2 separate regions of the Mus musculus genome follow, and region 2 is linked to region 1. A link is a contact called in public HiChIP or PLAC-seq data. All regions are on one chromosome and are shown on one strand. Each heading gives the region's core, a stretch centred on a gene start, on an enhancer-like site or on the middle of the called end of the contact. The rest is flanking DNA. Distances are from core to core; before and after follow the strand shown.

Evidence for each region. HiChIP or PLAC-seq counts read pairs in DNA pulled down with a chosen protein or histone mark.
Region 2: a contact with region 1 is called in an H3K4me3 HiChIP or PLAC-seq map of the SCID.adh cell line, with 13 read pairs. The contact joins the promoter of Nup210 here to the enhancer-like site in region 1. A contact is called at or near these places in 1 of 15 datasets of contacts at CTCF or cohesin (the G1E-ER4 cell line), 16 of 484 Hi-C or Micro-C datasets (the AML12 cell line, the G1E-ER4 cell line, Th1 cells and 8 more), 6 of 115 datasets of contacts at active chromatin or transcription factors (the 230-238 cell line, CD8 T cells, the SCID.adh cell line and 2 more) and 3 of 9 other capture datasets (adipose tissue, liver and pancreatic islet).

Annotation. Positions count from the first base shown.
Region 1 is chr6:91,052,220-91,056,979 of GRCm38.p6, forward strand. It overlaps Nup210 (nucleoporin 210), which reads right to left. Exons shown (of 40, transcript NM_018815.2): 17 at 3,006-3,198; 18 at 2,171-2,277; 19 at 1,346-1,450; 20 at 1,153-1,254. Among named protein-coding and RNA genes, the nearest start is that of Gm38860, 45 kb to the left of the region's middle. Within about 2 kb of position 2,267, at least 7 of the 459 cell types and tissues checked have an H3K27ac peak or open chromatin away from gene starts, as enhancers often do. A contact at or near this core is called in the SCID.adh cell line, where this site is marked.
Region 2 is chr6:91,114,138-91,118,897 of GRCm38.p6, forward strand. Nup210 (nucleoporin 210) reads right to left here and starts at 2,689. Exons shown (of 40, transcript NM_018815.2): 1 at 2,481-2,689. The coding sequence starts at 2,647. It overlaps Gm30364 (a long non-coding RNA gene), which reads left to right and starts at 3,084. Exons shown (of 4, transcript XR_003956467.1): 1 at 3,084-4,048.

The DNA.
Region 1 (4,760 bases), core at 1,017-3,516:
AACACAAGTACCTCCTTACTGCGGCTAGCCTTTCAGGGCTCAGCTGCAGGAACAAGGCAAGGCCAAAAGTAAAGGGCCTGGGGAGTCACAGCCAGCCTGCCAACCAGATTTTATGGATTGAAGCCACGCGCCCTCCACTCCACTACCCTGTCATCTTGGACCTCCTCAGAGTGAGGGGGAGCCTTGACTCTAGGAATGAGGCAAGTACACTTTCAACAGAGGAAGCAGAGTTTGAGCTCAGAGCTGCCCAGTGGCGATGCCCGATTAGGCAAGTGTTGACACTGTGTGCAGGTATCATTCTGGACTTCAAGAGTAACTTTTCATTTAAGGGCTACATAAATACCCCATAAGACACATGTGTAGACAATTAGGACAGTTCTTTATTTTCTTTCTTTGGCTCTATTAAGAAAAGAACATTTAGGGGCTGGAGAGATAGCTCAGTGACTAAAAGCATTGGCTGGCAGCCATTCCAGAGGAGCTGGGTTCAGTTCCCAACATCCACATGGCCTTTCATAACCTGCTAGAACTCCAGGTCTAGGTGATCTGTCACCCTCTTCTGGCCTCTGAGGACACTGCAATGTACTTGATACACTGGTACACATACACGCATGCAGTCGAGTACTCATGCACAAAAAATAAAACTAAACCACTGGAAAAAAAAGAGGATCTAGAGAGCTCTAATCCTGCGCTAACAAAAGGGCCAAAAGTACAAGTAAGGTAACTTTGGACTACATGACGATGTGAAAGAAAGAGCAGCTCGGGGCATGAGGAGACAGGGCGCTCCATTCCTCCTCCATGCCAGAGGTCCAATCAGGTCCTTGAGTAGGAGAGGGTGAAGTGGGAACTGTGGAGAGGTAGTGGAGTGAAGAGAGCACAGGAGAAGCTTTGAAATGCAAGTGTCTTAGGGTTACCACAAAGCCACTTATGTAATAAAAGAATAATTAAAAGATGAATCGTAAGATTGATTGAAAGGGAAGAATTAGGTAATTAACAGTGCGGGTAATTGCAGATGCAGAAGAGAAAGCACAGAGGTAGCATGGGAACCAGAGAACTTCAGAGCTGCTCAGAAGCTCAAGGCTCTGCTCAGTACCAGGGAGGCCTGGAATAATGTGAGCCTGAGCAGACAGCTGGGGTCTCCATGCCTAGGCTTACCAGAGCTACGCCCCGGGTGTCCTGGTAGGCCACCTTGATGATGTCCTGGGTGCTTGTGTTGAGGAAGAAGTATCCAGAGCCTTCTGTGATGTAGAGTTCCACCTGCAGGGAGATGTGGGGGTGAGAGGGGTCAGGCTGGGTAGCAAAGAGTGCACAGTTCCTCACTTGAGGGGTGGTGGGCAAAGGGTCACACCTGGACACCAGGATGGTTATAAATGGTCATTTCTTCTGGACTGACCCTCACATCCTCTACGAGAATAAGTTCAATGGAGGCTGACACAGGTACTAGAGGGTCATGCTGAAAGAGAAAGGCCAACACTGTCAGATCCGTAAGACCATGGACACTACCAGTTCCCTCTGAAAAGAGTCGAGCTAGATGCTCCAGGTAGAGGCCTCATTCCAGGAATGGAAGCTTCAAGCGGTGTTAGTATCCAGGGGACACCAGGGAGGCAGAGAGAACCCCTGGCCCCCAGAGAGGTTGGAAGCATAAGTGAAGTTCTTAAAAGGCCATCTGTGGGGTGTGAGGCTCCAGAGAGGAGCCCCAGTGAGGCCTCTCAAAAGCTAACAAGTTCTACAAAAGAACGAAATGGGGAGAAGACATTTGGGACAGGGATAAGTGAACATCAAAACATCCAAAGGGGAACTGATTTCTCCCAGAGGAATTAGCATCCTGATTGTCTTAGCATCCTGGCTCTCAAGGACACAAGCCCCCCACTTTCCCTGTCCACAAGTATCTACTGTCTCCACCATTTCAGTAGCAGCTTATGGGGTAGTCTGACAGGGTAGGTATCATCCACACAGGTCCATCCTTGGAGAAGCCTTCTAATTCCTCAAATGTACCCACTGGATCCCTCTCCCCCAACCCCTTCCAAGCAGCACCTTAGCCTGAAGCCATCAAGAGATGCTGGGAAGCAAGGAAAAATCAAGCAGGTAGTGATCTCCAGACAGAATCTACACAAAACCAGGATCCGTCCTGGCCTTGCCCATGGTCCCACCCACTGTGTCCTCTGGAAGATACCGGTTGCTTCACTCTGGCTTCGCTCAGGTGGGACTGCTGGTAGCCAGTCGCTGTGGCAGAGATGGCTGTGGTTCCTGATGCCTCGTGAACCGAGACTGTCTGCAAACCTGAGGGCACAGACAGGAAACAAATATCAGTCACAGGCCCCTTGGTTACCTTGGGGCTACCTCATCCTGCTGCTGATTCAGTTTCAAGTTTTGAAACAGGTAACTGAGTTTGCTGAGGCTTTTAGTCCTGTAAGGATTAACAGGTCCAGAACAGTTGCTGAGATAAGTTGAAAGGACAAGTTCAACATTGGGCGGCTGAGGAAGTTTGTTACTGCCACGGCTTGGCCAGGGGGTCTGAGACAGGAGATCTGGCTGCTCTGGGTCCTGAGCCCCTGGTTCCTACCCCACATGCCTAAATGGGATTAAAGAAATAGTGAAACTGGGTATACTGACCCATGTGTGAGATCTCAGCACTCAAGAGACAAAAAGATCTGTTTGAGGCTAGCTTGATTGCATAAAAAGGAGATCTTATCTCAAAAAAAAAAAATCAGCAGCCAACTGTCATGGCATGTCTTTCATCTCAGCACTCAAGAGGCAGAAGCAGGTGGATCTCAATGTCTTGAGGCTAGTCTGGTCTACATAGTGAGTTCTGGGCCAGCCAGTGCTACAGTGAGACTCTGTCTCAAAAAGGGAGGGATAGGGATCTGAACTCTCTCTGTGTTCCATGGTTCAGTTCTGAATGACGCCTGAGGTCCGAGGCATGAACTTAGTGCAGGATCCTTCCTGTGTGTCTAGGGCTTCCCACATCTCTTCCAGCTCCAGGCCCTCTAGCTAAAGACCTGGCTCACCATGTAGTTTCTTTTGGCCATTCCCATCATCCTGGGATACCAGCTGCATGGGCTGGTCAAGCTCAATGCTGGCCAGCAATGGCCGGGAGGACTCCCACTGGATGCTCAGAGAGCTGAAGTTATCGAATCGCCGGCCCTGTTGGTCATAGGCACCCAGGTCTAACAGGGGATTACGGTGACTGGATACTGGAACCTAAAAGAAACAATGATCAGATGCCGGGGCCACATCCAGGACTCTGGCACTACTGCCTGCCACAGGCATGCCATGAAGCTGGGAGTTTCCCTGTGGCTGGTGAAGGGGCAGAGATGAGCTATAACCAACATTCAGGAATGCCATCATTCAGGTGCCCAAAGTTCTGCCCAGATTGGCTCCTTTTTCTCCAGGGGTGATAAGGACTCCCCTTTTCCCTAACAAACAGACACAGGGTACACGCCAAGGAGAGGCAGCCCAGGAGAGGCAGGAGTATCTCCCTAAATCTGGATTGACCCTTGGCTCCAGCTCTTCCTGCGCAGGAAGGCAGAAAGGCCTCCATCTTTGTCTGCTTCGGTCAGGGTAGGAAGCAAAACCTATCGGCTGGGACTTTTTCATATTGTTTTTTTTTAGATTGATTGATTTATGTGTTTGAATGTTTTCCCTACATATACATATGTAAGCCTCATGCCTGTAGAGGACAGAAGAGGGCAGGATGGTTATGAGCCATCATGTGGGTGCTGAGAACTGAACCCAGCACTCATAACTACTGACCCAGGACTTTATTTTAAATATGAATCCTGTACTGTGGTTTTAGAGAGACAAATTCACAATTCACACTGTGATGGGGTGGGCTCTAGCATAGCTTACAGCTGATATAATCCATTCAGGCACAGCCCAGAAGGAAGGACTATCCTGTCACCTTAGGGGTAACTCACTAAGTCTAGTGAGATGTGACAAGTGATTTGTGGTAATTCCAGGGGACCCTCTGAGGCCTAAGCACAAACTTTCTGTACAATGGCTCTTACTGGTGGACATCTTGAGACTCTTGCACTATGCAGGCAAGAGCTGAGCTTACATTGCACAGTTGAGATATGTAGCTGTGGGGTTGGGGGCTGTTAATGTGACATGGCCACCCTGATTGATGTTGCACCAAGCTTCCTGCCTCTACCTCCAGGATCCCTCTCCAATTTCTTGTATCTCTCCTGGTTCCAGACATGACTAAGCATGCTGCAATTTAAGAACCACTCTTTCATATCAGCAACTTGGCTCTCCAACTGGGTACACCAAGGGTTTTAACTGGGCAGGACACAAACTGGGGAGCTGTGAGTGTGGGCAGGGACTGCAGAGCTCTTTCCCCAGACATCTCACCCTTCCTCCCAGCTTCTGGTAGAAAATCAGTGCTTTTCTGGGAAAGACATCAGCTCTATGCAAGCATGCCTGCAGGCTGACTAGAGCTTTCCCACTTTACAAAATGAAATGCTGTAGCTCAGACTCTTTCCAGAACTTGCTCACACTCTCACAGGCTTAGAGCAGAACACAGCAGGCCAGATGCTCCAAGGACTTCTGTGACACTGCTTGCTCCTTAGGCACCAGCTCAACCCAATCCCGGACTAATCAGTCCCCAGGTACACAGCAGCACCCAAGATTGTAAAAGGAACACTGAATGACCTGCCTGCAAGACCTGGACCTGCCCTGGTCTGACTACAGTCAATCATTCCCGCTGGTTGACTCCATACTGGTATTTCACCTTGCCAATAATTTACCCTGCAAACATGTCCTAG
Region 2 (4,760 bases), core at 1,439-3,938, 62 kb after region 1:
CACACGCACAGGCGCGGATGCACAAGGTTTGCCTCAAGTATAGACCAACACCAGAGGGTCTCCAGACTTTACCTGGGTCTCATCCTCACTTCTCTCTCCTGCCTTATCTACCCCACTTCCCAACAGACCACCTTCTTAATGAACCACAGAACTGAAAGGAGACCACAATGTGCCTGAGTTTGGAGCAAAGTTGAAAGACAAGGGTGAAATTTCTTTTTTCCTCTCAATTCAAGTTTTTTGTGGATATCATTTGTATATACAAGGATACCTTTTAAAGGAACCAATAAAATAATTTTCCATGCAAAGTAGCTTACGCTAAATCATAACTTGGTCTGCAGCAAAGCTGTCTGGGTTTAACTGGAAAGACAAATGAGCCTGGCAAGTTTGCCAAGGCTGTGGCCCCAGGTCCCACTGATGGATGATGGGCTGGAAGGCCTTCAGCACCATCACCATCACCACACTGTGAGTGAGCTGCCACCTCTTCCCTCTCTGCATTCCCTCAAACGCAGCAACACCGACCAGATGACCTCCCAGTTACTGGATGCTACAATTCAGGAACTAGGAAAGGTAACTTAAAGCTACAGGCTCAGACATGCAGTCACTTCAGAGAACCTGGAGCTCAGCACTGAATTCCAAGGATGAGCAACACCCCCAGGGCCTGGCAGGGGTTAAATTGTCTTTGTTTTTCATCTCAGAGACTTGAAGTACTCCTGGATAAAGAGGCCATCTCCTCCAGGGAGAGATGACTGCAGGTGTGAGTCTTAGCTATCTGCCAACTCTCAAAGCCTCCAGGATTCTCAAAACTAAAGCAACGAGTGACTGTATTCAGAATAACATTTCTGATCTATGCTTGACTGACAGACCAGCTTCCGGTTGAGTAAGGGGGAAACTGCAACCAAACACCTTCAAAGAAGACACTTTTCAACCACACCTTAGGATGAAAGCCACCAGACACTAAACAATCCAGAGGGTACTTGGCATGCGTCTGAGGTATCTGAGCTTTTGAATGTCTTTCCCAGTCCTCCTACTGAGAATATAAAAATCTGCCAAGACCCATCAGCAACTCTCAGGAAAGTGCAGTTAGAGAGGAAGTAAAGACAGAAAATGTTATTCTAGGAAGAAACATACAGAACTTCCTAGGAAGCAGCACACAAATACACGCCAGGAGATTGATTCCCTTGGAGCCAGCTGTTTTAAATAGTCAGCTTCCTCTCTCTGGCCCATCTATCAAGCAGACAACTTCAACAATGGAGTGAGCATGTATCCCTCCAGAGTATTAACAGCTGACCTCCTCACTCAAAACAAAGCCCCAGAGAAGAATAAACACTTCCCCTTGGGTAAAGCATTTACTCCAAACTGCAATGGAAAGACTCTGCCTCTTCATACTCCAGAGGCCAACCTAAAGACACTCCAGACTGACCTCAAAGCGGCACTACTGCCTCAGCCTCCCTAGTGAAGTAATTATAGAGGTACAGTGCCACCCCCTATGAGGCAGACTTTTAAAACAAATTAAATTTGAGAACTACATATAGCAGAATGTGGCTCTGAGCTCTGGGCATCATATAGAACATTAACACACACACACCTAGCTAGTTAAGCCTTAGCCTAGATCAGTGGTTCTCAACCTTCCTAATGCTGTAAGCCTTTACTACAATTCCTCTGTTGTTGAACTGTACTAAAACCATAAAATTATTTTGTTGTTACTTCATAACTGTAATGTTGCTACTGTTGGAATCATAATGTGAATATCTGACAGGAGGCCCCAAACTGGGTTTTAACCCACAGGTTGAGAACCAATGACCTAAACACATTCTTAAGGAGGCTGGCAGCAAAATGTAGCCTGAGAGAAGGAAGGGACTATGTCGCACTAGTGAGGGTGTGGGTCAAGGGTGTGACCTGATCACACCCTACTCAGCCTGCACCCAGCAACGAGAAGTTCTCCCTTCATCTGCCTAGCCAAAGGCTGGACCGCAACACCCTGCTGGAAGCCAGGTCATCAAGGCAGACCCTACTCCACCAGCATCTAATTCCTTTGCCTCCCACTTCTGAGCTGGAAAATGGTCCTTTCATCCAAGATTTAATGACTCTCCCTAAGTGGCTTAACGGGTGTGGTGTGTCTCCCACAGACTCCTTGCCCAGGTCTCTACAGACACTCTTCTCACACCAGTCAGGCGCCAGGGGTGAGTCCCACCTCCCCCGTCTCCCACAGACTCCAGAGCGTGGCTGCTCAAGCTGGAGCTCCTCAGGGCCCTGACAGCTGGGGACCGAGGCCACGTGCGGCGCTGCCCTCCATGGCCCGCGATCACAGCCTCCTCTTCCCGCGCAGCCCAGACGCGAGTGGCCCAGGCGCCATGCGCAGAGAGAGAGCGCGCGCGCCGCGGGGTCACGCGGGGCCGGCTGGAGCGAGCACGCCACGCACCTGCGGCCCAAGCCCCCTCCCGCGCGCACCTGCCGCCTCCCGCCGGGCCCGCGCGCCTCACCAGCGGTAGCAGCCCTCAGAAGCTTCCAGAGTGAAGTTCACGCGCGTGGCCCGCGTGAAGGGCAGCAGCACCTTGGGAATGTTAAGCTTGGCGGCCGCGGCGGGACCCACTACCTGCAGCAACAGCAGCGCCCAGAGCGCCGGCTGCACTAGTGAGGCCCGCGCCATCCTCCCGGCCTCGCTAGCGCCCGGGCGCGCGCTCCCGCGCCCTCCACCGGCGCGCGCTGGGTAGCAGGTGGCCGCGTGGGGCGGGGCGAGCGCAGTGATGGGCGGGACCGGCGGGAAAGCGGAGAGCACGCGCCTGGTGCTGAGCCCCTAGAGCGCGCCGAATCCTGCGAGCTTTTTCAGCCCCGGAGCCCGTAGCGCGTGGCCTAAGGCCTCTGCCGCGCGCCCGTCTCTGGTGGCAGCCTTCCAGCAGGCTCGCTCTTGTTCATTCCGCCTTGTCTGGAGCCTCTGGCGGTGGAGCCAGGACATAGCACTAAGACAGGCGCCCTAGGACAGTGTGGAGCGCTCACTGATTAACACCCCCCCCCCCGCCCCCTTTCCAAAGCCACACTTCCCCAGGGGCCAAGAAGGTCTTGAGATATTCCGGGATCAATCCATCAGCAGGACAACACTGGGAACTTCCTGTTAAACAGCCCCATGGATGCTCCAAGGGAAATATCCGAAAGGTTAGTGAGGGAACAACACGTCCCTGAAAGTAGACGGTGCAACCTGACTTCAGCTGCACTAGGACCTGGATCGACCAGCGGGATCTGGAAGAAAAGTGACAGGCTGATGTCATGCATAAACAAAGACTTGAAGCTGAATTTCAGGCCGGCTGGGGAAGCCTCCTGGAGGAGAAACTCTCTGGAATGGATACTAAGGTCTCGCTGGGTTTCTGAGAGGCCACCATTCCTAGTCTATGTAGTTTTTGTTTGTCAGTTTGACACCAACTAGTGTCTTCTGGGGAGAGCAGCCTTAATTGGGAAAATACCCCCATCAGATTGGCCTGTAGACCTGTTTATGGAGCATTTTCTTAACTGATGATTGATGAGGGAGGGCCCAGATCACTGTGGGCTGTGCCACCTCTGTAAAGGAGGTTCTGAAGTGTTAAGAGAGCAAGCTGAGCAAACCATACGGAACAAGCCAGTAAGTTGTCTTCCTCCGTGGCGCTGGCTTCAGGTCCTGCCCTGGTTGAGTGCCTGGCTTCCCTCAATGATCCAGTGTGGCTGGGATAAGGAAGCCGAATAAACCCTTTCCTTCCTAACTCGCTTTTGCCTTGGGACATTTGGATACAAGGAGGGACATTTGGAGGGCACCCTCAGGCCCTAAGGACCCTGGACCAGGAATGGGGGTGAGAGGAGCTACCCAGAAGAGGACAAGTCTTCCAGGCTGGGTACCACGTGCTACAGGAGGAGGGAAAGTTCCACCATCCTCTTCCAGGAAATAAAAGAAAAGCAACGCTCCTCCAGGGTGTCTGTGCAAACTCTTCCTGCGCGTTCTTGGTGATGCTTCATTGTTTTTAGTTTCCAGCGCTGGAGATCACACACCCGGCTTCACTCCTGAGCCTTTCATGCTTTTAACCAGGTACTAGGATCAGGTGGCTAAAATTAAAGAGGTTCGAAGGAATTCACAGTGACAGATCCATTCTTCATCCAGGACCTGCTATGGGCAGCCAGTGTCTTCCACATAGGATGCATTAGTAAGTTTGAGAGTGCCTGGATCCCATGGCAGGCAGGTAACCAAGATACATAAAACAGACCTGGTAGGACACAAGGAGACTGTAGTCTTTAGACCATTATGATCACAGGACCCTTTGGTTGCAGTTCTCTGGTTATCCAGACGTCAGTAACATATATATATATGTGTGTGTGTGTATGTGTATGTGTGTGTGTGTGTATATATATATGTGTGTGTGTGTGTGTGTGTGTGTGTGTGTGTATGTGTATATATATATATATATATATATACATACATTTATTTATTTGTTTCTTTCTGTTTATCCTCAGAGCCTGAGGGTGCCCTCCAAATGACCCTCCTTCCATCCAACTGTCCCATGACAAAGCAGCTTAGGAAGGCAAGGTTTATTTGGCTTACTTATTTCAACCACACTGGGTCATTGAAGGAAGCCAAATTGGGCACTCAAGCAGGGCAGTGCACACAGAGGTCAGAGGAGAACCTGTGGGAGCTGGTTCTCACTCTCCACTGCAGCAAGGGCTCTTACCCACTAAGCCATCTACCTGGCCTCAGTCATGGATATGTAAGAGAACATCAAGGCTGAAAATGATGATAACATGTT